Regions from separate parts of the Mus musculus genome. Here all the other regions are linked to region 6. Evidence: chromatin contacts called from public HiChIP or PLAC-seq and promoter capture Hi-C data. All regions are on one chromosome and are shown on one strand. Each heading gives the region's core, a stretch centred on a gene start, on an enhancer-like site or on the middle of the called end of the contact. The rest is flanking DNA. Distances are from core to core; before and after follow the strand shown.

Evidence for each region. Promoter capture Hi-C pulls out the DNA fragments that hold promoters and counts their contacts. HiChIP or PLAC-seq counts read pairs in DNA pulled down with a chosen protein or histone mark.
Region 1: an H3K27ac HiChIP or PLAC-seq map of cardiomyocytes shows a contact between it and region 6, with 30 times the contacts expected there. The contact joins the promoter of Commd8 here to the promoter of Gnpda2 in region 6. A contact is called at or near these places in 11 of 39 promoter capture datasets (the 3T3-L1 cell line, the C10 cell line, the HPC-7 cell line and 6 more), 2 of 484 Hi-C or Micro-C datasets (cortical neurons and uterus), 6 of 115 datasets of contacts at active chromatin or transcription factors (astrocytes, cardiomyocytes, embryonic forebrain and 3 more) and 2 of 9 other capture datasets (adipose tissue and liver).
Region 2: a promoter capture Hi-C map of embryonic stem cells shows a contact between it and region 6, with 4 times the contacts expected there. The contact joins the promoter of Gabra4 here to the promoter of Gnpda2 in region 6. A contact is called at or near these places in 6 of 39 promoter capture datasets (cranial neural crest, embryonic stem cells, frontonasal cranial neural crest and 3 more) and 2 of 115 datasets of contacts at active chromatin or transcription factors (embryonic forebrain and stem cell-derived neural progenitor cells).
Region 3: a contact with region 6 is called in a promoter capture Hi-C map of hippocampal neurons, with 2.7 times the contacts expected there. The contact joins the promoter of Slc30a9 here to the promoter of Gnpda2 in region 6. A contact is called at or near these places in 4 of 39 promoter capture datasets (the 3T3-L1 cell line, 3T3-L1-derived adipocytes, the C10 cell line and 1 more) and 1 of 115 datasets of contacts at active chromatin or transcription factors (kidney).
Region 4: an H3K4me3 HiChIP or PLAC-seq map of embryonic forebrain shows a contact between it and region 6, with 5 times the contacts expected there. The contact joins the promoter of Bend4 here to the promoter of Gnpda2 in region 6. A contact is called at or near these places in 2 of 39 promoter capture datasets (cranial neural crest and hippocampal neurons) and 1 of 115 datasets of contacts at active chromatin or transcription factors (embryonic forebrain).
Region 5: a contact with region 6 is called in a promoter capture Hi-C map of liver, with 3 times the contacts expected there. The contact joins the promoter of Tmem33 here to the promoter of Gnpda2 in region 6. A contact is called at or near these places in 5 of 39 promoter capture datasets (the C10 cell line, hippocampal neurons, liver and 1 more).
Region 7: a promoter capture Hi-C map of hippocampal neurons shows a contact between it and region 6, with 7 times the contacts expected there. The contact joins the enhancer-like site here to the promoter of Gnpda2 in region 6. A contact is called at or near these places in 5 of 39 promoter capture datasets (the C10 cell line, cranial neural crest, hippocampal neurons and 2 more) and 1 of 115 datasets of contacts at active chromatin or transcription factors (astrocytes).

What each region holds. Positions count from the first base shown.
Region 1 is chr5:72,166,769-72,169,468 of GRCm38.p6, reverse strand. It overlaps Commd8 (COMM domain containing 8), which reads left to right and starts at 1,280. Exons shown (of 5, transcript NM_178599.5): 1 at 1,280-1,390. The coding sequence starts at 1,325.
Region 2 is chr5:71,657,010-71,659,709 of GRCm38.p6, reverse strand. It overlaps Gabra4 (gamma-aminobutyric acid (GABA) A receptor, subunit alpha 4), which reads left to right and starts at 1,402. Exons shown (of 9, transcript NM_010251.2): 1 at 1,402-1,986; 2 at 2,421-2,539. The coding sequence starts at 1,901. It also overlaps a transcript of Gabrb1 not described here.
Region 3 is chr5:67,305,578-67,308,277 of GRCm38.p6, reverse strand. Slc30a9 (solute carrier family 30 (zinc transporter), member 9) reads right to left here and starts at 1,323. Exons shown (of 18, transcript NM_178651.4): 1 at 1,081-1,323. The coding sequence starts at 1,183. RefSeq lists a cis regulatory region at 952-1,675.
Region 4 is chr5:67,426,351-67,429,050 of GRCm38.p6, reverse strand. Bend4 (BEN domain containing 4) reads left to right here and starts at 1,252. Exons shown (of 5, transcript NM_001164806.1): 1 at 1,252-1,985. The coding sequence starts at 1,472.
Region 5 is chr5:67,259,280-67,261,979 of GRCm38.p6, reverse strand. Tmem33 (transmembrane protein 33) reads right to left here and starts at 1,415. Exons shown (of 8, transcript NM_028975.4): 1 at 1,174-1,415; 2 at 947-1,016. The coding sequence starts at 991.
Region 6 is chr5:69,590,961-69,593,660 of GRCm38.p6, reverse strand. Gnpda2 (glucosamine-6-phosphate deaminase 2) reads left to right here and starts at 1,357. Exons shown (of 7, transcript NM_001038015.2): 1 at 1,357-1,453.
Region 7 is chr5:71,916,096-71,918,795 of GRCm38.p6, reverse strand. The region is part of intron 4 of Gabrb1 (gamma-aminobutyric acid (GABA) A receptor, subunit beta 1); the gene reads right to left. Among named protein-coding and RNA genes, the nearest start is that of Gm38562, 220 kb to the right of the region's middle. Within about 2 kb of position 1,430, at least 13 of the 459 cell types and tissues checked have an H3K27ac peak or open chromatin away from gene starts, as enhancers often do. A contact at or near this core is called in hippocampal neurons, where this site is marked.

The sequences.
Region 1 (2,700 bases), core at 31-2,530, 2.6 Mb before region 6:
GTCATGTTTCAAAGGTCAACCTTTTCTTGGTGTCCAGTGTTGTCTAAATCCCGTTTTTTGATATCCTTTATATCCTGATGGATGTCATTTTGCACTATTAACTTACACATTGCATGGTCACAGAAGCATGCATTCCTGTAAGCCTTCCTTTACCCAGGCAGAACAGCAGAACTCTCATTCTTTCTTCAAACTCTGCAGCTATCGCTCATGTATGTGACTGTGGACAAGGCATATCTATCTATCTGTCTGTCTGTCTATCTATCTATCTATCTATCTATCTATCTATCTATCTATCTATTTTTCTATCTATGCCTCTCAGCACTTTCTAACACTCTTAATCCTAACATTACATATTGGGTTGTAATCACCCTAATTGTTATGGCACCTTCTCATGACAAGGCTCATTCTATCACGAACTTTCTTTTTTTTGGATTGAAATTACAACTCAAAGAATTTTGGGTTCACTCCTGTGGTAAATGTGTGGGTATAAACATGGGTTTTCTTTACCAGCAGGTTGTTTTGTTTCTTAGCTTGGATAATGAGTCTTTGGGTTGCTTAATAATATATAGCTGAACTTTGCCTTTCTATGAGTTCTGTCTTGGATTGCGTTTGCTGTTTGTAAACGGGGGGGGGGGATCCAATCTTTTTTTTTTTTTAAAGATTTATTTATTTTATGTCTACGAATACACAGTAGCTGTCTTCAGACACACCAGAAGAGAGCATTCGATCTCATTACAGATGGCTGTGAGCCACCATGTGGTTGCTGGGAATTGGACTCAGGACTTCTGGAAGAGCAGTCAGTGCTCTTAACTGCTGAACCATCTCTCCAGCCCCCCACCCCACATCTCTTCTTAAAATAAAAAAAAATTAAAAAAAAAAAGTAACTTTAATTTGTCTTTGAGGTCAAACTCTTTGACTAGGAGACTGTCAGATCTCTGGGGGAAAGGCCCTGGGTTCAAATACAGGCTGTGACTATTACTAGATGATTTTCTGCAGTGAAGAAAGTTTATGAGATCTGTCTCTGAACACAGTCTCAACCGAGCAAAAGTCTGTAAATCTTCCTTCAGCAGCAAGCGGATGGGTAACAGACTTCCCCTCAGTCTCGACCGCCCCTCCCCCCCCCCCCCCCCCCCCAAAAAAAAAGAGGGAAAAAAAACTTGCTCTTTTTTCTACAGGAGAAAACCAATGGCTGAGGTTTTGCACATGCGCACAAGGACTTTGAGCCCGCCCGCCGGCCCCGCCCTCCAGAAAGTCACGTGGACGAATCGGAGCGTAAGCCTAAGGTTCAGGCCTGTCACGTGACAGGTATCTCTACTTCTCGGGGATGGAGCCGGAAGAGGGGACGCCGCTTTGGCGGCTACAGAAGCTGCCTCCGGAGCAGGGCGCCGGGGTGAGGGGTTTGTGAAGGGCACGGGAAGGCCGGGGTCCGGACTATTCTTCTTGGGCCCCTGGAGACACAATGGCGGCCTAAGGACTTTACGCGGTTTAGGAATGGCCCAGGCCTGGGTGCGTGTGGGGTCTTCTTGCTTCTAGAAAGCTCGGGTGGTAGAGCCCGAGATCTGCTGCGTCCGCAGTCTTTGAGTTCAGGTCTCCCGAACGCCCCTTTCTGTGTGAGGTCCGGCGGATGCAGTGAGGAGTCGAACCCGGTGGGACCTGTTCCCTGGAGGGCGGGAGGAACCAACTCCTAACCAGAAAAGGAGTAGCCACTCAAGTTTGGCCAAGAGGTGATCGCAGCCGCTGAAAACAGCTCACCCATAAAGCCAGGCTTGTGGAGACCAGAGACAGCCAACCAGGGTTTCTTGCAGCACACCCAGGGTCCAGACCTCTGTGAAAGTGATTTGATGGTGGCACTCTGCCCTGCTCAGGCTTTCAGAAGTCTCCACTGTGGCCCTTCTACCCAAAGTCGGCTTCAGTTGTAGATGAAAGAAATTTAACGCCACTCCCTCCGTTCTTTAGAAAATGTACTTTAAACATTTTCTTTGATTTTACAAATGAGGACAGTGAAATATGTCAGCCACAGGTTTCCAGCAAGCCAGGGCCAAAGCTCAAACCTATCTATGGACTGTGTCTCCTAACTTTCAGGGTGTCTTTCCTCCTATATAGAGATGGCCAAAACATTTGACTCCTGAATCTGAGAGCTGAGCCAGCTGTCTTCTTCCTGGGCCTCTGCCTTTTGCCACAGCTATGGGAAATCCCTGGTTTGGGTCTCCACTCCCTTTTCACAGCATTGGTTGTTGTGGTGTCACCATCCTTCTTTACCAGGCCACTCTATTTAAGAAACTCTGGGTTTCATCCTTGGACCTCCCCTTTTCAACCTCCTTTACCTGTTTATGGTCTCTGCCTCTATAGTCTCACACTTACTCCTGCTCACAATATCTTGGCAAAGTTTTGGAAAAATAATGTAATTACTTACAGGAAAGTTGAGTGCAGATTAAAGCCTTCACTCCTTTCTGTTGTATGCAAGGCCTTCTGTGATTTGGCCCCTACTCGCCTTTTCAAAGGTCCTCTGCCCTTTCACCCTTGTCTGCCTTTCCAAAGATGCAATTCCCACTCCTGCGCTGGGGTTTTATTTCCAGTCCTGTGTGCGGGCACATTGCGTTGGCTGGGAATGCCTAATGGCCACTCATCTTTTCAATTCAGCTCTTTCCTTGTTCCTTTGCACCCGTCATAAACACCTTTTCTATCCCCTCTCCTCTACCA
Region 2 (2,700 bases), core at 153-2,652, 2.1 Mb before region 6:
CCAATAAAATTTTAAACAAAAGACAGATCTCTGATTAAGGAAATCACTGATTATTCGTCTAGTCATAGTTACTGATAGGCTGTACGCCCTGTGCTTAAGAAGAGATAAACACAGGAATGGCAAACAGCCAGCATCAGACTCCAGATTACAGTCCATAGGAGAAGAATATCAGAGATGAAACTATGGGAGGTCTAATAAATCCCACCAGGCAGCAATTCAGAATGCACACTCCCATAGGGCTCATAGCTCTTCACTTTATAGACAGATACTACATGCCTTCCTTTGGAAAGAAAAAAAAAAATAAGAGATTGAATTAATTAAAGAACCACCACCCAAACTCTTCTCTTACTTTTCCAAATGTTAGCACCCCACTAGTCCTAAAAATTTGAACAAGTCACTAGTGTTCTAAACAGAACACAATATTATGGAAATTACTTATGTCATTGACACATGTCATTTGGAAACAGTTCTGTGCATTGTATTAAAGTAAAGTACACCCCTCAATAATTAGTAATTAGTGTGTGTTTTTTTTTTTAAAAAGGCCTGTTCCAAGTATTTGGTTTTTTTCCCATAAAACATTAAACACTGTTTAGGGTTCTCTTTTAAGTTGTGAAGGAAACCACCTCTCTCTGTCTCTGTCTCTGTCTCTGTCTCTGTCTCTGTCTCTGTCTCTGTCTCTGTCTCTGTCCCTCCCTCCCTCCCTCCCTCCCTTCCTCCCTGCCTCCCTCCCTCCTATCCTTCCTCACTCTCTAATATTCTCTTTTGCTCCATCCCTCCCACCCTCTCTCTCTTTATCCCTCTCCCCACCTTTCCCTCCATCCTTCCACGTTCCCCCCCCCCGCCTCCCCCTCTCTTTTTTTTTTCTCTTGCCAACCCAGCCACCTTTGCCTCCCCCATAAAGCTGTCAACTTCTGGAATTCAATCAGTTCCATTCTGAAGGAGAAGGGTTTCAAGAAGTAGCAGTCTGTTTGCCCATAGTTCCCAGGTAGAGTTGCAAGGGGAGGGGTTGGAGGGGTGGGACACAAGTGTGCCTTGAGTCGGGTAGGGCAAAGAAGGAAAATCTGTTATCTTTAAAACAGTTCTCTCCCCACAGATACCTTCACAGTATTCTCCTTAACTGTCCAACAGTTTGGCAAGTCTGCCCAGGTAGTAGAATCTTCCCTTCCCTTAGTTGTCAGGCCGCCCAGCATCCTGCCCCCCCTGCCCTCCCCCGTCCCTCCTGCCCCGTCCTCCCCCGAACTCGAGGTCCCATAGACTGTGGTACCTACAAGGGTTCTCTTCCCTTCGCCAATACCTCCCACCGCCACGCCCCGCAAAGCCTCTCATCCCGCCCTTTCTCCACCTACATTCTCCGCAGTGGGCACCGGCAAGTCCTCAAACAACCTATGAGAAAGGCTCTTCATTGTTTCCAGCCAAACCCTGGTAAAGGGAGGGAGAAAAGCAGAAAGAAGAGAAGTCAGCCCAGGCCAGTGGCAGGGGACCCAATTGGGGTTTTGAAGTCGCTGACCCGGAGCAGGGACCAAGGACCGTGGGTGGCGTCCCCTGAGTTACAGGTTGGAACAAACTTGCCTAGCTTCGAGTGGCAGGAGCTCCCAAGTTCACCGGTGAGCAGCACTTGCAAGCTTGACAAGGTGCGGAGCTGAGCGCCGGGCTCTCGCTCGCACTGGGCGCGAGCGGCGAGGGAGGGGGCGGGCGCGCAGGTCCCGCCTCCCCTGGCCGCGTGCACACACACGCCCACCGCGGCTAGGCTGGAGGAGCGCGGGCGAGTGTGAGCGCGGGCGAGTGTGAGCGCGAGTGTGCGCACGCCGCGGGAGCCACTCTGCCCTCTCCTCGCACCCTGCCCAGGGCATCTCGAGAGGCTGGAAACGTGAACAGGCTTAAAGTATGGCATGTTGCGAAGATGGTTTCTGTCCAGAAGGTACCCGCGATTGCGCTGTGCTCCGGGGTCAGCCTCGCCCTCCTGCACTTCCTGTGCCTGGCGGCTTGGTGAGTTCGGTGGGGAGGTGGGGGGAGGGTCGTAGCATAGGGGGTGCATGGGGAAGGTGGGCAAGTGTCCAAATCCACAACACCCCTCTGGCCACTCTTCCTGGAGCGAAGCAGATCTTCCCTTCTTCAGTGCCATATGGGCTGAAGCCAAGCTTTCCTTTGACCGAGTAGACTCAGAGACCACTGGGAAGAGTCGGGTGCAGGAAGCGCGGGTGCTGGGGTACGTGCTGCCTAAAGGGTACTTGCAGTCTGGGGGGTGCCTGCTGCCCAGAGATACTCTTTTTCTGACCATTTTGGTTCTCCACATCCCAACCCCCAACCCTCCTTTAGCTTAAGACCAGCGACTCTTTCCCTAGAAGGCAACCCTTCTCCACCTGTTCTCAGATCCATTCTTAAAATAGTCTTTTCCACCCCTGTTATTTTTGCACTTGCAGTTTAAACGAATCCCCAGGACAGAACTCAAAGGACGAGAAATTGTGCCCGGAAAATTTTACCCGTATTCTGGACAGTTTGCTGGATGGTTATGACAACAGGCTGCGTCCTGGATTTGGGGGTACGGATTGTTTCAAAACATGCAAGTGTGCTCTGTCTGTCCGTCTCTGGTCTGCCTGTCTATTTGTGGAAATATTAGGTACGCCTCACGTGCAAAAATGAAAACCAGTCATTCTCTCGAGCGCCTCCCCCCTTTCTCTCTTCCTCTCCTCAGTGAGACCT
Region 3 (2,700 bases), core at 74-2,573, 2.3 Mb after region 6:
GTATATATATTTCTGTGTAATATGTTGAAGTTTATTTGGAGTTTTAAACAGAGGGCCCATTCTGTTCATAAGTGGCATACCGCCACCATGGGAAAACTAGCTACAGTATTCTGTCATTAACAACAAACTAAAACAGTGTATTGCAATCAATTCTTTTGCAACCTTAGAAACCAGCTTTTAATACGGTATGAATATATTCTACTTTATCTGCCCAGCACAGGAGTGTGTGACCGCTTTTATCAAAAAACCTGAATGGCTGCAGCTTTTGCCTTCCGATCCAAGTTTTTGAAGGGTGACTGTGAATGTTTGAGAAACGTTTCTGTAACCACTCTTTGCAAATCCCAAGAACCTGAGGGGCTCGGGTTAGCGGTGGATTTGGTCCTGTCCTCTCCTGGGCTCTGCTAGCAGTCCTCCGTGTCAAGCTACGGGAACAAGGGAGGTGAACAGAAACAGGACTTACACGTTTGATGCTACTTTAGAAACTCTCCAATAACTTGAATCTGACTGAGAAAGCAATGCTGACGAAGATGAAAACTCTCAATCCCACCCTGCGCCCAGGGTTATTTATGTACAGTTTCAGGAGACACTTTTGTCACCAAAAGGATTGTTCGATATAACCGCAAACTTCGGTGGGTTTCCTGTCCCCCAGACTATGCCCATTCGATAACTGTGAGAAGCCCTCACCTTAAGATCCGTATGTGACATCCACTTTGATTTAGGGAGATTTAAGAAAACGGGATGGCACTAAGAAAAAGTGTAGCGCAGGAGTACCTCACTCAACCTAAGCAGCAACAGAACTGCGGCGGCGGCCCAAGGGGACCCTCCAAGCTGGTGGAATCCGCCATTTCCCACGGCCTGTTTGGGTCACCCTGGGTCACCGCGATGTGCCCTAAGACCTCCGGGTCTGGAGGTCCGCCTCAGGGTGTCCCTACGCGGGTTGGCCGCTCCCCGGTAGCCGCGGCTCGCGGGGACACCTGTGAGGACCTTGCGAGACCGGCAGGCTCTGTCTGGGTTGGAGAAGGGCAAGCGGGCGGGCCAACTGCCGAGGCCAGGCGCGGCCTCCACCGGTCCGTCACTCACCCTGGCTGCGGCCGCGGGTCGCTGCCCGGCCGCCACCGAGCCTGCACAGCGCCGCCCAGCTGCACCTGTGCGCCGCGGCGGCGGCGGCCAAGCCCGGAAACATCCTGGCGGGGCAGAGGCCCCCACTCGGACACCACCTCCTGCCTCCGAGCCGCCTGCCGCGCCAACTGACTCCATAGACCGGACCCCGGCGAGCACGGATGTGTGCGCCGCGGCCGGCGGCCTCGGCGACCCGGAAGTCATGGGGGTGTGGCGCGACAGCGGAAGTGACGGAATATGCCAGCGGGGGCGGGGTGGGCGGTGCTTCTGGCCAGCACCGGGCCAGGACGGTGTGCGCTGCCGACTGTGCTGGGCATTTGTGAGTCCGTGTCGTGTCCCGGGAGACAGTCTTACGAAGCGCCGCCGGGGCGTGGGAAGCAGGAGGAGAAGGCAGGGTTTAAGCCTCTGTCCCCTTTCCTTTTGAACCCTCGGCACCGCTCTGTCCAACACCGTGGTCACCTTGCTGATCACTCAACCTCCGCTTCTCGGTCGTAGTATAACAAAATTAGAGGCGTGCATAAAATTTGAAGTCGCGGTACTATGTGTACGCGAAGATGGAGCAGTTTTTCAAACAGCCTGGTCCCAGAGAGAAAGAAACCTGAACACATTCGCCTGTTTTAACCATTACCATGTCAGGTTCATTCAGTTCTTAGCTTAAGCCTTCTTTCACCACCCTAATTATAATTAACGTGGTTCTCATTTTTAAATAGTTACCCTGTACACTTTTCTTCAAAATACCACTACTGAAATTATTGTCCCCCCGGAATAGAGAATAGCTATATGGACACTGGATCCTGTGCAGTATACGTATACTACTATATTCCAGGGGCTAAGTCAATACCTGTCTGGCCAGATAAATAGAATGGGATGCATGTCCAGTTGTTTTAAAGATTAATTTAAATCGCTTAGTGAAAGTACTGTAAAATAAAATTTTAAATGGAAAATGAGTGCACAGGGCCGAGGGAAGGTATAGGGAACTTTCGGGATATCATTTGAAATGTATATAAAGAAAATATCTAATAAAAAAATAAAGAAAATGAGTGCAAATCAGTAAATGGGGAGGAAACCCACCACTTTGAGTGGACTTGAGGCTCCCTTCACAGGAGGGAATCCACCTCTGGTAAGGTTAAGCAGGTCAAAAGCCCATGGCTAACAAGGTTGTGGTCTCTAGTAAAAGGCTATTGCAGCTATTTGGATAAATATATTATGGTCTGACACCCCTTCCCCCATAACTGTAGCCATTTTGTTCCATGCTTGCCAGTTATATTACTACTCTAACATGCCTGCCACTCACTGACCAAGAAGTGACTTGGCTCAAGAACATGCTGACCACATAACCATGGTTTTGTCCTGTATGTTCTGAATGTTATGTATGAGGTTTGCTAATCTTAAGAAATTCCATCAAATCAAAGGTCAACACGAACTGTTCTGTGTAAAACGGCTTGAGTTAGAGCTGACCACCGGACAGCCCTTCCTGCACCTACATATGAGCTCACTGTGGTTTTTGTGGCTGACAGTGAAGAATGCTTCTAATAAGCTAAAAAGTTATAACACTCATGCTCTGTTATCTCGATGTCCTGA
Region 4 (2,700 bases), core at 3-2,502, 2.2 Mb after region 6:
GGAGAGATCTGGAAAATGAGAGGCCAAAGTCCTGGCCCCCAGGAGAAAATGGGTCACTTTCCCAAGACTGAAGGATAGCTCTGAATAAAAAAGCAACTCCAGATTGGAGAGATGAGCTTCATTCATCAAGGACCTGGATAATGATGAACGAGGTTGAAACCCAAGCTTGGGAAGAGGGGATGCAGGGATTGGGGTAGGCCTAACTAGAGGATGCTCCCTTTGAGACAGGAAGGAGTGACTGGCAGAGGCCGGAACCCTTCCTTGTGTTTGAAGAACCTTACGGGGCAGCTTCGGCAAATTACTGAGATCTTCATCACTGAATCCTTAGCCCGGTGGTGCCGGGTAGTATGAGCAACGCAAGGAAAGGGTGATCCCAGGCCACTTTGGTCTTGCAACGTATATGCATAGATAATATAATAATGTTCAAAGCAGTCACCATCCCAAAGGGAACCGTGGGATCATTTTGTTCCCTTGAATTGCACTGTCTACCAGCTATTTTACATTCTGAAGACCTATATGTAACCGTGCAATTCACTCACAAACTCCTCTGCGTGAATTTGCATATTTCCCTTTAGTCTTTCAGAGCCTCAGTTTTCAAATCTGGTCTTTCAGAGCCTCAGTTTTCAAATCTGTAGAATGGAAAGAAATGATGGCGCCTCTGTGCTCTCTCGCCCAGCTCCCTATGGAGAACAAGCGAAACAGTATGGAAGCACTAGGCCCTGAGTGCTTTCTGGTTCGGCCGCCAGACCTGGGACAGCAAGACCCTAAGGCAGGACAAACCTCCCAGCGGCCTGTGCCAAGTCCTTCGAGATGTTCTTTTTCGGGAGGGGGGCGGGGGGAGGGAGGTGTAGCTTCCTTCTAGAAGAACTTGCTGTCCCACCCTTGCACTCTGGCGACCCCGCCCTAACTTCTAGGTACCACCCCCTTCGTGCACTCCGAGAGTTGGGAGGTCACGCAGGAGGGCGCCGGGAACTCCTTTCCAAAGCTCGGACCCTGCGGACAACCGCTGCCGCCTCACGTCCACAGCCGAGAGAGCCGGGACGCCACCTCTTCCACCTGTCCCCACCGGGACGCCCTCCAGGTTCCGTTCCCCCACCGGGTCCCCTCGGGCCACGGGCTCCCCCTCCCCACCTCCCCCCACGACCCTGTCCGAAGCGCCGATCGCGCGGGCCGCCCGGGCCCAGGCCCCGCCCCGCCCCCATCATCATTAGCAGATATTACCCTAAACACTTGCTCCTTACCTCCTTTCTCCCTCCAGGCATTGGCGAGGCGGGCTGTCAATCAGCGCTGGGCGGCAGCCCCCCGCGCGGGGGCTCGGAGATGCCAGGCTCGGCGACAGGCAGCGGCGGCGGCGGCGGCCACGGCGCAGACACACGCCTTCCCGCCGGCGCGCGCCGGGGTAGAGCAGGCGGCCGGGCGGCCGAGCCACCTCCGGAGCCGCGCGCGGGGCGGGCAGGGCCTCAGACTCGGCATGGAGCCCGAGATGCAGGCGGCGGAGGAGGGGCCCAGCGCGCCCCGCATCTACAAGCAGCGCGGCCCCTACAGCGTCCTCAAGACGTTCCCCAGCCGGCGGCCGGCGCTGGCCAAGCGCTACGACAGACCCTCTCTGCTCGAGCTGTCGCCCGCGCGGCCGTCCCCGCTGCCGCCGCCGCCGCCGCCGCCGCCCTTCGCCTCGCTCGCCGCCGTGCCCATCAGCAGCAGCGAGCCGCCGCCGTTCCCGACGCAGCCGTCCTACCCGGCCGGGTCAGGCCGGGCCCCCGCCGCCGCCGCCGCCTCGTCGTCGTCGCCGTCCTGCACACCCGCCGCGCCCCCGGGCCATCCCAGGACTCCGGCGCCACCGCCGCCGCCGCCTCCGCCGCTCGCGGCCCCCGCCGCCTCGTCGTCGTCGTCCTTCGCCGCCGTCGTCAGGTACGGCCCTGGCCCGGCGACCGGCGCTTGCAGCAGCGGCGCGGGTAGCGACGGCGCCAGCCTGGAGCTCAGTGCAGGTACAGACTCCCGGGCCGCAACTTTGCGGAGCTCCGAAGGTGGCGTGGAGGGGGGGAGGGCGTGGGAATCGGGGGGTCCGGAGAGGCTGTGCGCGCTGTCCCCGTGGTCCCCGTGGGCCTCGGGAGCGTGCTACGCTCGGGCAGTAGTAACTTCTGGAAGATTCCGGGGCGCCGCGGTGACCCGAGCTTCCGACGGCGCGCGCGCCTTAACAGGTGGCTGTGGGGTGCGGGCTCCTGGCGAGCACCCGGGAGGGCAGCGGGAGAGCCTGTGAAGAGAGCAGGCCCTGGGCGGGGAGCTGGGGAGGGGACAGGCCCCGGGACAGCGGGCTGAGGCCACTCCGAGGAGACGCCCATTTTATTCCCGGCCACTTCACTTTTTCCCCCACGCCACACTTCCCTTTCCCGCCTGCCCGCCCGCCCGAGGTCTACTTGTCCTTCTCGGAGGTTCTTTGCCTGGGGGAGTGGGGGGAGCTGACCTTTGAAGATCCCGGCCCCAGTAGGGCAGACCTGGACCACTTGGGCTCCTCCTGGGGTCTCTGGGTTTCTTGTTCTCTGTGCGCTCCGGTGTCCATGGCGCACAGTCCCCCTAGCTTTATCCGCGGTTCTGCTGCTCTGGGTTGTGGGGTGGGGAGTGAAGATTTTTTGGCGTGGGCAAGGGGTCGCTGCACAGGAGCATCCACAGAGCAGAGTTAAAATCCCCACCCACCCTGTCCTT
Region 5 (2,700 bases), core at 166-2,665, 2.3 Mb after region 6:
ATCAGTTGATTCAGGATCATACCTAATTCCCCAAAGAATCAACATAAAATGGTTCTTGTGTCCTGAGAAGGGCATAATCAAAATGTAATTTCAGTTTCTAGAGCCTTCTGTAAAACAGGTCTAGACTTTTGAAACTAGGTGTGTCTTCAAAGCCCAGAGATAATAGAGGGATTTCCATGGACTGACTGGGAGTAAAGAGGCAGAACAAATAAACACAATGGCTGCTTCCCAAAGAGGGGAAGGGACAATGGACAGTTAAGGAAATCTGCACGTGAACTACAAAGTAGATTAAAATGCATCCATGTTCAATTCCCCAAATGTAATGAAGTGGAAAATAATACTTAAGTATTTTTGGGTTATCAAAAATCTCCAAATGGGTCAGCAAAGTTAAGTGCGTGTACACAGTACAGGGGTGTTGTAAAAAGCTTTTTAAAAAAAAAAAAATCAAAACTTCAATTTAAGGGCAAAAACACAAAAACTACCTCGAGTCGACCTGTAGATCAACATTTTTAATTATAAAGTTTACAAACGGGCAGTCCTCCTCTTTGTAAACGACTAATCAAAGAAACACACCACTCTCTCCCCTTTGCAAAATTTCTTAAAAGGCTTGAAGTAGGTACAAAGGGCAATACTACGACGCGCACCACGAGGCATGTGGGTTGAATAGATGGTATTTTCCACCTTGGGGGCCGAAGACGATCGGAGACCGCGGTGTGGGAAGGGGCAAGGAGGCCAACATCCCTAGCTGACAGGTGACAGCCGCCTGCTCCAGAACTGCCTGTTGTCGCCTTTGAAACAAACTTGGAGCTCCTCTGGCCGCCACTCGGCTCCTCCCTAACCCCAGTCCGGCAGGCAGCGGCTTCTAGAACCCTCTAGCCCTCTCAAACACTTCCTGCTCCTCGCCAACTCCGGCTGATGGAGCCGGGCGACCAGGCCGCTCACTTACCACAGCGCCCGCCCCTTGGGGGCCGTTCGGGGTCGTATCCGCCATGGGAGACACTCGGGAGCCCGGGACGCTGCAACAGCAAAGAAGAGCAAAACGTCAGTGCGGGGCGACGACCCTCCGACCTGCTTTCAGAGCCGGCAGGAACCCCAAACCCCCGGAGGAACGGGCCCTCCCGGACGCGTGCAGCACACAGCCGCAGAAGTCCCCCTATGGCGGCCCGGTAATACCTGCCCCGCTCGGTCCAGACCGAAGCTGCCTTTCTAGAAAGACCCAAGCGAAGGCGGAGCTTCGGAGAAAGGCCTTAAAGGGCCGATCGACGCCGCCGGTTCCCGGGGTTGCAAAACCGGAAGTGATCCTTTCGTTTCCACGTGAGTCAGGCGGGACGTTGAGAGTCACCGGGCGTGGTTTCCGGAGGCATGACGGGAAATGCAGTTTTTCTCCTTGTTTTGGTTCCACCTTCCCTACGAGCCAATTGGCACGGAAATGTTAAGTAAAACCACCGAGGCAACTTTCGTCTTAACCGGCACTCAGGCGATTTTCCTCGCTGGCTTCCGAACCTCAAAAATCTCTCTACTTCCATATACAGAAGCTTCAGAAATATCTATGATCTCTCCAGATAGCGATTCACCAAACCCTGTGATTTAGTTTTCTTATTTCAAGCACTAGTGAAACCGGCTATGTGACAGACGCTTGGAGGAAAAAAAAAAAAAAAGAACATAACACTGACCTTCTCAGAGACAATAGAGCAAAAACGACCACAAGCTGAGTTAATCAGGGGTTTCTGGAAAAGTAATTCTGGCCATAAATCTTGAAGGGAAAGGAAAAATTGTATATGAAAAGGGAAGGAGGTTCCAAATAAGAGAACAGAGCAGGTAAAGTAACAGAATGAATCAGGACAGTTCGGTGTGAACTGAATGAATGGGTCTGGGGGGGGGTGAAAGATTTGAACTGCTGAGAGGCAGGGTGTGTGGCAAGAAAAACATTACATGAGGGCACGGGAGGGGTTGGAAGGAAAGGGGAGAAATGATGAAGTTATATTTTAATTAAAAATATTTTTAAAGACTTATTATGTATACAGTGTTCTGCCTGCATGTATGCCAAAACTTCTGAACTTAACTCTGCAATCTAGGGAGCCAAGCTACAACTTTAAGCAGAAGTGTGACATCATCTATATTAGAAAGATCATAGGGAGGCCATTGCACACAACTAGGGAGAGCAATGAAATCCTGAATTGTGTGATGGTGTGGGAGAAAAGAACAGGAAAGAAGACTTGAATGTGGCTTCCATAATTTCATGTCTGGCTAGATAAAAGGTATGCAGGGGTGGGGGTGTCGTCTGCAGAGACCCGGAGAAGAGGCATAGAGAAAAATGAAAAAGAAGAACAGAAGAGAGAGGTGGAGGACAGGAAGCTGACTACAGATCTATACTCCAACTTAGGAACCGAGTATCTCTAAGCTCCTACTCTCTCAGAAGTACAATTGCCTTTATGATTCATGGCAGCCTAGGCGCCAGTCAGCTGCTGTCTAGGAGTCAAAGGATGCTCGGTAGAATGTTGTAAACTTTTCTTCTAAGGCCAATGTCCACATTCAGGTCCCCACAATCTCCAGTCTAGATTCCCTATCACCCAAGCTCAGCTAACACATTATCTTCTCTGCATTGCTGGAGTATAATTTGTCCCCTATTTTAGAATATTTATCATTGTCTAATATTTCTTTTTGATTATTTGTTTAATCTGGCTCTCCCACCATGTATGG
Region 6 (2,700 bases), core at 108-2,607:
TTGTTTTTTATTAATTATTTTATTTATTCACATTCCAAGTGTTGACCCCATCCCAGTACCCCCTCCACAAGACCCCAGTGCTATCACTCCTCTTCTTTGCCTCTAAGAGGATAGTACCCCACCCACACACCCACTCCCACCACACCCCTCTAGCATCCCCCTTCTCTGGGGCATCAGTTCTCTATAGGACCAAGCCCATCCCCTCCCACTGAGGCCAGACAAGGCAGTCCTCTGCTACATATGTAGCTGGGGCCACAGACCAGCCCATGCATGCTCTTTGGTTGGTGGCTTAGTCTCCGGGAGCTCTGTTGTTCTTCCTATGGGGTTGCCATCCCCTTCAGCTCCTTCAGTCCTTCCCCTAACTCTTCCATAGGGGTCCCCGACTTCAGTCTAGAGGTTGGCTAAAAGTGACTGCTGCTTACTTACTTTTTTTGACCTTTACAAAAACTGAGACACACGTTCAGAGTTTATGTCGGCTTCCTCTACCCCCTTAGAATTATTCAGTACAAACTACACAATACTATAATCTATGTTCCACTTTCTGAGATCATCCTGGGTTTCGGTTTTTCCTCTCTGCAAACTTAATTTTGATAAGAGTTCTTAGGATTTCAATGAACAGTTACTGTGCTCGCAAAGTAACACTGCACCTATTTTAAACCATCAGAGGGGATTATAACATACTCTTTGTTTGAAATGCTGAGACAAATTATCTTGGGGTGTTTCAATGCTTTATATGACCACTTATTACCTACTTTGTGTGTGTAACCTAGTAGGGAAATGCTCTTGGAACAAATAGAAACTTAGATGCCAGAGACATCATCAGGCAACAACTGAGGTATATAACAGGGATTTTCCATTTTGTTGGAGCTTTCTATCTGATGCTTCAACGCCTTTGAAAAGCATATTGTTATGATTTTCCCTTTGTTCTGTTACTAAAAATGCCCCATGAAACGATTGCATCTTTGGAAGAGAGTATTTGGGCTAATTGGAATCTAGTTCTCTAACCATAGGCATCCCTGCTTGACTCCAGAATAAACTCTTCTTATTCCTTTTGAGAGCCAGTTGATGATGTTGAGAAGAGTGAATAGCAAATATCTGGGGTGAAGTGATCGAGTAGGTCATATATCGTTCATTACAATCCTACAAGGAGTCTACCACAATTCAGCTTCTGAAGGACTTAACGAAAGAGAGAGGTGACAGGTGACTGACCCAAGGACTGTAGACTGCCCAGCACATCCCTTAGGTGGAAAAGCCACAGGTGATAGTGCTCCACTCTCCCCTGCCCCACCTTTGGCAGTACGCATGCGCAGCGTCCTCCCGAGTCCCTTCCTGTGTTTGTGTTTGCATCCGGGTTCTCAGGCTTCCTCAGTCCTCACCGGCTGGAGTCGCTGGCGGGTTGCTGGGTGTGTTAGCTCCGGCTCTTCGGTCGTTGGATGAGGCTGTAGGTCCGCCGGTGAGTTTAGGGGGGACACAGCTCCGAAGCGGGGCTTGGACGCGGCTCGTTGTCGCAGATTCCCGGACCCGGAGTGAAGTCTAGCAGGGCTTGGGCGCCCCTGCCTGACGCCCCTGAGCCCGGGGTGTGCAATCGGCCTTAGCCGAGCCACGGGAGGTTTCCAGCGCCGGTCCGCCCCCTGTCCTCACTCTGCCGCGGGCTGCTTAGGGTAGAGCAGTCCTGGCCCAGCGCAGGCAGATCTGGGGAGGGGGTTGCAGAAGCTCAGCACTGCAGCTCAGCACACCCCGTGCGTGGATTGTTGGGCTGCCCAAAGCTGTGAAAGTTCCGCAGTGTAGAAGTTACCTCCCCATAGAGAGTTCAGGGACTTGGGTTCAGCCAGTTTCCCTGGGGTGCCCTGCCCAAATGAATCGGCACCTGCAGTAAGCACTTAAAGACAAATTGGCGTTTGTTTGTTTAAATGCTACCTGGCCACGATGCCGAATCAGAAAGCATCCACAGTTGAGGTTTCTGATGACTGTAAAACAAGGAAAAGGAGCGTATTCGACATCTGAATAAAAATAATTTATACTGAGTGAGGGGGGTTCACTGAGAAATTTTGGAGGTGAACTCCCTTAAGAGCACTCCCTTCAGAGTAAAAACCAAACAATTTGCCTGACCTTTGGTTGCTTCCTTGCAGTGTTTCTCATTTTAGCTCAAGTGCATGAATACACTGTGATACCTAACTGGTTCTCTGACTCCTTTTAAGATCTACTGGAGCCAAGGAGAGGGGCCCAGAGTCTTTTACAAGTTATTATTAGTGATTCCATATGGATAAAACATTTGAAATGTGTTTTAAGTCCAGTTCCCTCCAAAACGTAATAGCTTTGTAACTTCTGCAGTATTTGAGTTGCAGTTTCTACCTCGAAAGTGGGGGATAACCAGAAATTCAGAAAGTATTAAGTTAATCGAATACTCTAAAGCAACAGGGTCAACTCATTAAATGTGTGCCTGTGGAGCCTCGTTTAGTGTTTAACACGGAGTGAGCCCTGGCACGTGTGAAAAACTTAGATATACCGGAGCGCTGTGAAGTTCTTTTTCTGGTCCTTACTGTTTTTTGGTTTTTTTTTTTTTTTTTTTTTTTGTTTGTTTGTTTTTTCTTCTGGTTGTTTGTTGAATAATCATATTAGAAGTACATATCTGTGAGAGCCAGCCGTTGTTTAGGAGTTTTGGATATAACTCTGAAGTTATTTTTGATGTTAGATTATTAA
Region 7 (2,700 bases), core at 181-2,680, 2.3 Mb before region 6:
TAAAGGCATCCCTAAATCCTCACAAGCCAATGTATCCTATAAAAATGACATACCAAATCCAGCCATGTGATGTAGTAAGTAGTCATGCAACGTAATGGATATGTGATGTAACGGACATGCGACATAACAGATGGAATAAATGTGACTTAGTCACACTTCTTTTGAATTGACTCAGTTGTAGAAAACTGAGAAATTGGCAACTTTAATATCTTCTGCTACATTTGCCTCTAAATTTCTTAGTAATCTTAGTGCTTTCTCTTCTTAAAAATTATGTTTTGTGCCGGGCATGGTGGCGCACGCCTTTAATCCCAGCACTTGGGAGGCAGAGGCAGGCGGATTTCTGAGTTGGAGGTCAGCCTGGTCTACAGAGTGAGTTCCAGGACAGCCAAGGCTACACAGAGAAACCCTGAACATGTCAGTGTACATTTGTTTAATTCTCTCATGAGGGTTTAGAGGCTCAGTCACAAGAATGTTCTCTCCAGGGATTTCACACACAAGCCAACCATGTGAACTATGGATGCCGTAGATAGACATGTGTGTCTGTGCGCATACAAAATAGTGAAGAAGGATGGAAAAGGTTTCTAAAACTCCATCAAAAATTCATATGCTTACTTCATTTGTGTTTAACAACTCCAAAACCCCAATAGATACTAATAAACTTAATTTATATGTCTAGATACAGATTAAAGGCCAGTGTGAGCCAAGGGAACAGTGCTTGACTGAGTGGATACTTTTCTGGACAAATACATTTGTAGAGTTTCATAGGAGGAGAATGAATGGAAGAATTCCATAGACTGTCAAAGGTCCTTTTCTGATGGAGATAAAACTACCCACATGCAACTTCTAAAGATTTGATCTCTAATCATCTCAGTCATTTCCTGCTTGTCACCATGTCCCCTTTCTATGTTTCTGATTTTGACCTTCAAATGCAGTGAATGAGAAGTCACAGTGTACAGTCTGTATGTGGCACAGATTGCGGTGTGAGCCCAGAACTCATCCACCCCATCTCAGGACTTATGAGTTAGCACACCATCTATAGAAGCAATTCCAGACAATGCAACCCCTTCATTAAGACCACTGAGGTTTAATAATTGCATTCAAATGCATCCATCTCCTTCCATCTCAAGGTCAACCCCAACGTTCTTTTTCTAGCCTTTGTTCCACAGCCCTGGTTCCAGACAAGGAGTTTCCAAACTGCAGTGAGATTACTGAGTTGGTTTCTAACCCACCTGTTTGTCAAGACTTTTCTCTCAGACCTCTGGAAGGTCCTCTGAGGTCATTTTCATTTCTCAAGCCTAGAATGAACAAATAGAAAAGGCTCGGAGCAGCATGGGAGTTGAGCCAAGAGCAGTACTGTGAGCATCCATTTGTCCCTCCACCTACGCTCTGAGGGGGCAGCTGTGATGTCTCGATGGGATGAGAAAAGACTCAATATGCATGGCAATCTGGTGCTGTGCCCATGGGACCATCAAAGGAAAAATAGACCGTGTGCAGTCTTTCTCCCTAGAGAAAATAAGCTTTGTGCAGTTCTTGTGTCACAAATGCAGGTTGCCATCAGCAACCAGGGTACCCCCTTTATCAGAACAGTTGCAGAAAGTGAGGCAGGATAGAAGAGCAGAAAAAAAATCTTAGGAACCGGAAAAGGAGAAAGAAGCCCCTCATCCTGTAATCCAGTTGGAGTCCTTGCTAATGACGTAAAAATGGATTCCAGTGCAACACTTTTCTAGGAATCACACCAGAAACCCCTAGAGAGATAGAGGGAGGGAGGGGAAGAGAGAGAGAGAGAGAGAGAGAGAGAGAGAGAGAGAGAGAGAGAGAGAGAGAGAGAGAATGTACTACCCATTGGGAAATTTCCATTGGAAAATCCTAGTGGCATCTGGTTTTATTTTATTGGACTACAATTTCATCTAAAGCATCTTTGAAACCACCTCCTATCACTCTTATCAAGACAGAAGGGATAAATGGTTCATAGCAACCATTTGAGATGTATCACGAGAGCCATTAAGCTGAAATACATGGCCAGCACTAAGATTGTTAATTGCTTACTGTCTCTTGGAGAAGCCCGTGTCTATGCTTGGTACATTTCACTTTGTTCTACTTTGTGTCATAGGAAAGCATATAGCCTCCAACTGAATGTTTGCCTTGCTGTTTTCTTACCCCTCCTTCTTTAAACCATAATACTCAAGTCTATATTAAAACATCAGTATTTCAAAATCACCATCTCTGTTTCACTAAACTGACCAGTCTTGAAATCCTTTACATCATTGAATCCATGAATACCAGTTTGGCCTGAGCCTAGGGAAACTTCTCAGGCTAATGAGGGCAGCAGCATCAAGTTGTGTGTCTCTGTCCTCTCAACACTGACACATAGAAAGAATCGATGACTGGCCTTAACAGCAAAGGCAAGTATTCAAGCTTCATCATGTCCCTCTCTCTGCCCTAACCACTCCAAAAGATTTCTACTCATTACTTCTTCTCCTGACAATTCAACATTTGTGTGATATGCCAGGGTATTCAGGGAAGAAGTAGATTTTAAAGATAGACAACAAAATTTTGTGAATGAAATAATAGAAACATCAGACTTTCCCATTGGATAAATTATATCAAAAGAATGGCAGCAAGTGCTATTTGATCCCTAAGTATTAATCATTATAATACCCTTATGAGTTGAAAGACTCTGTATAAGGTGGACATTCACAA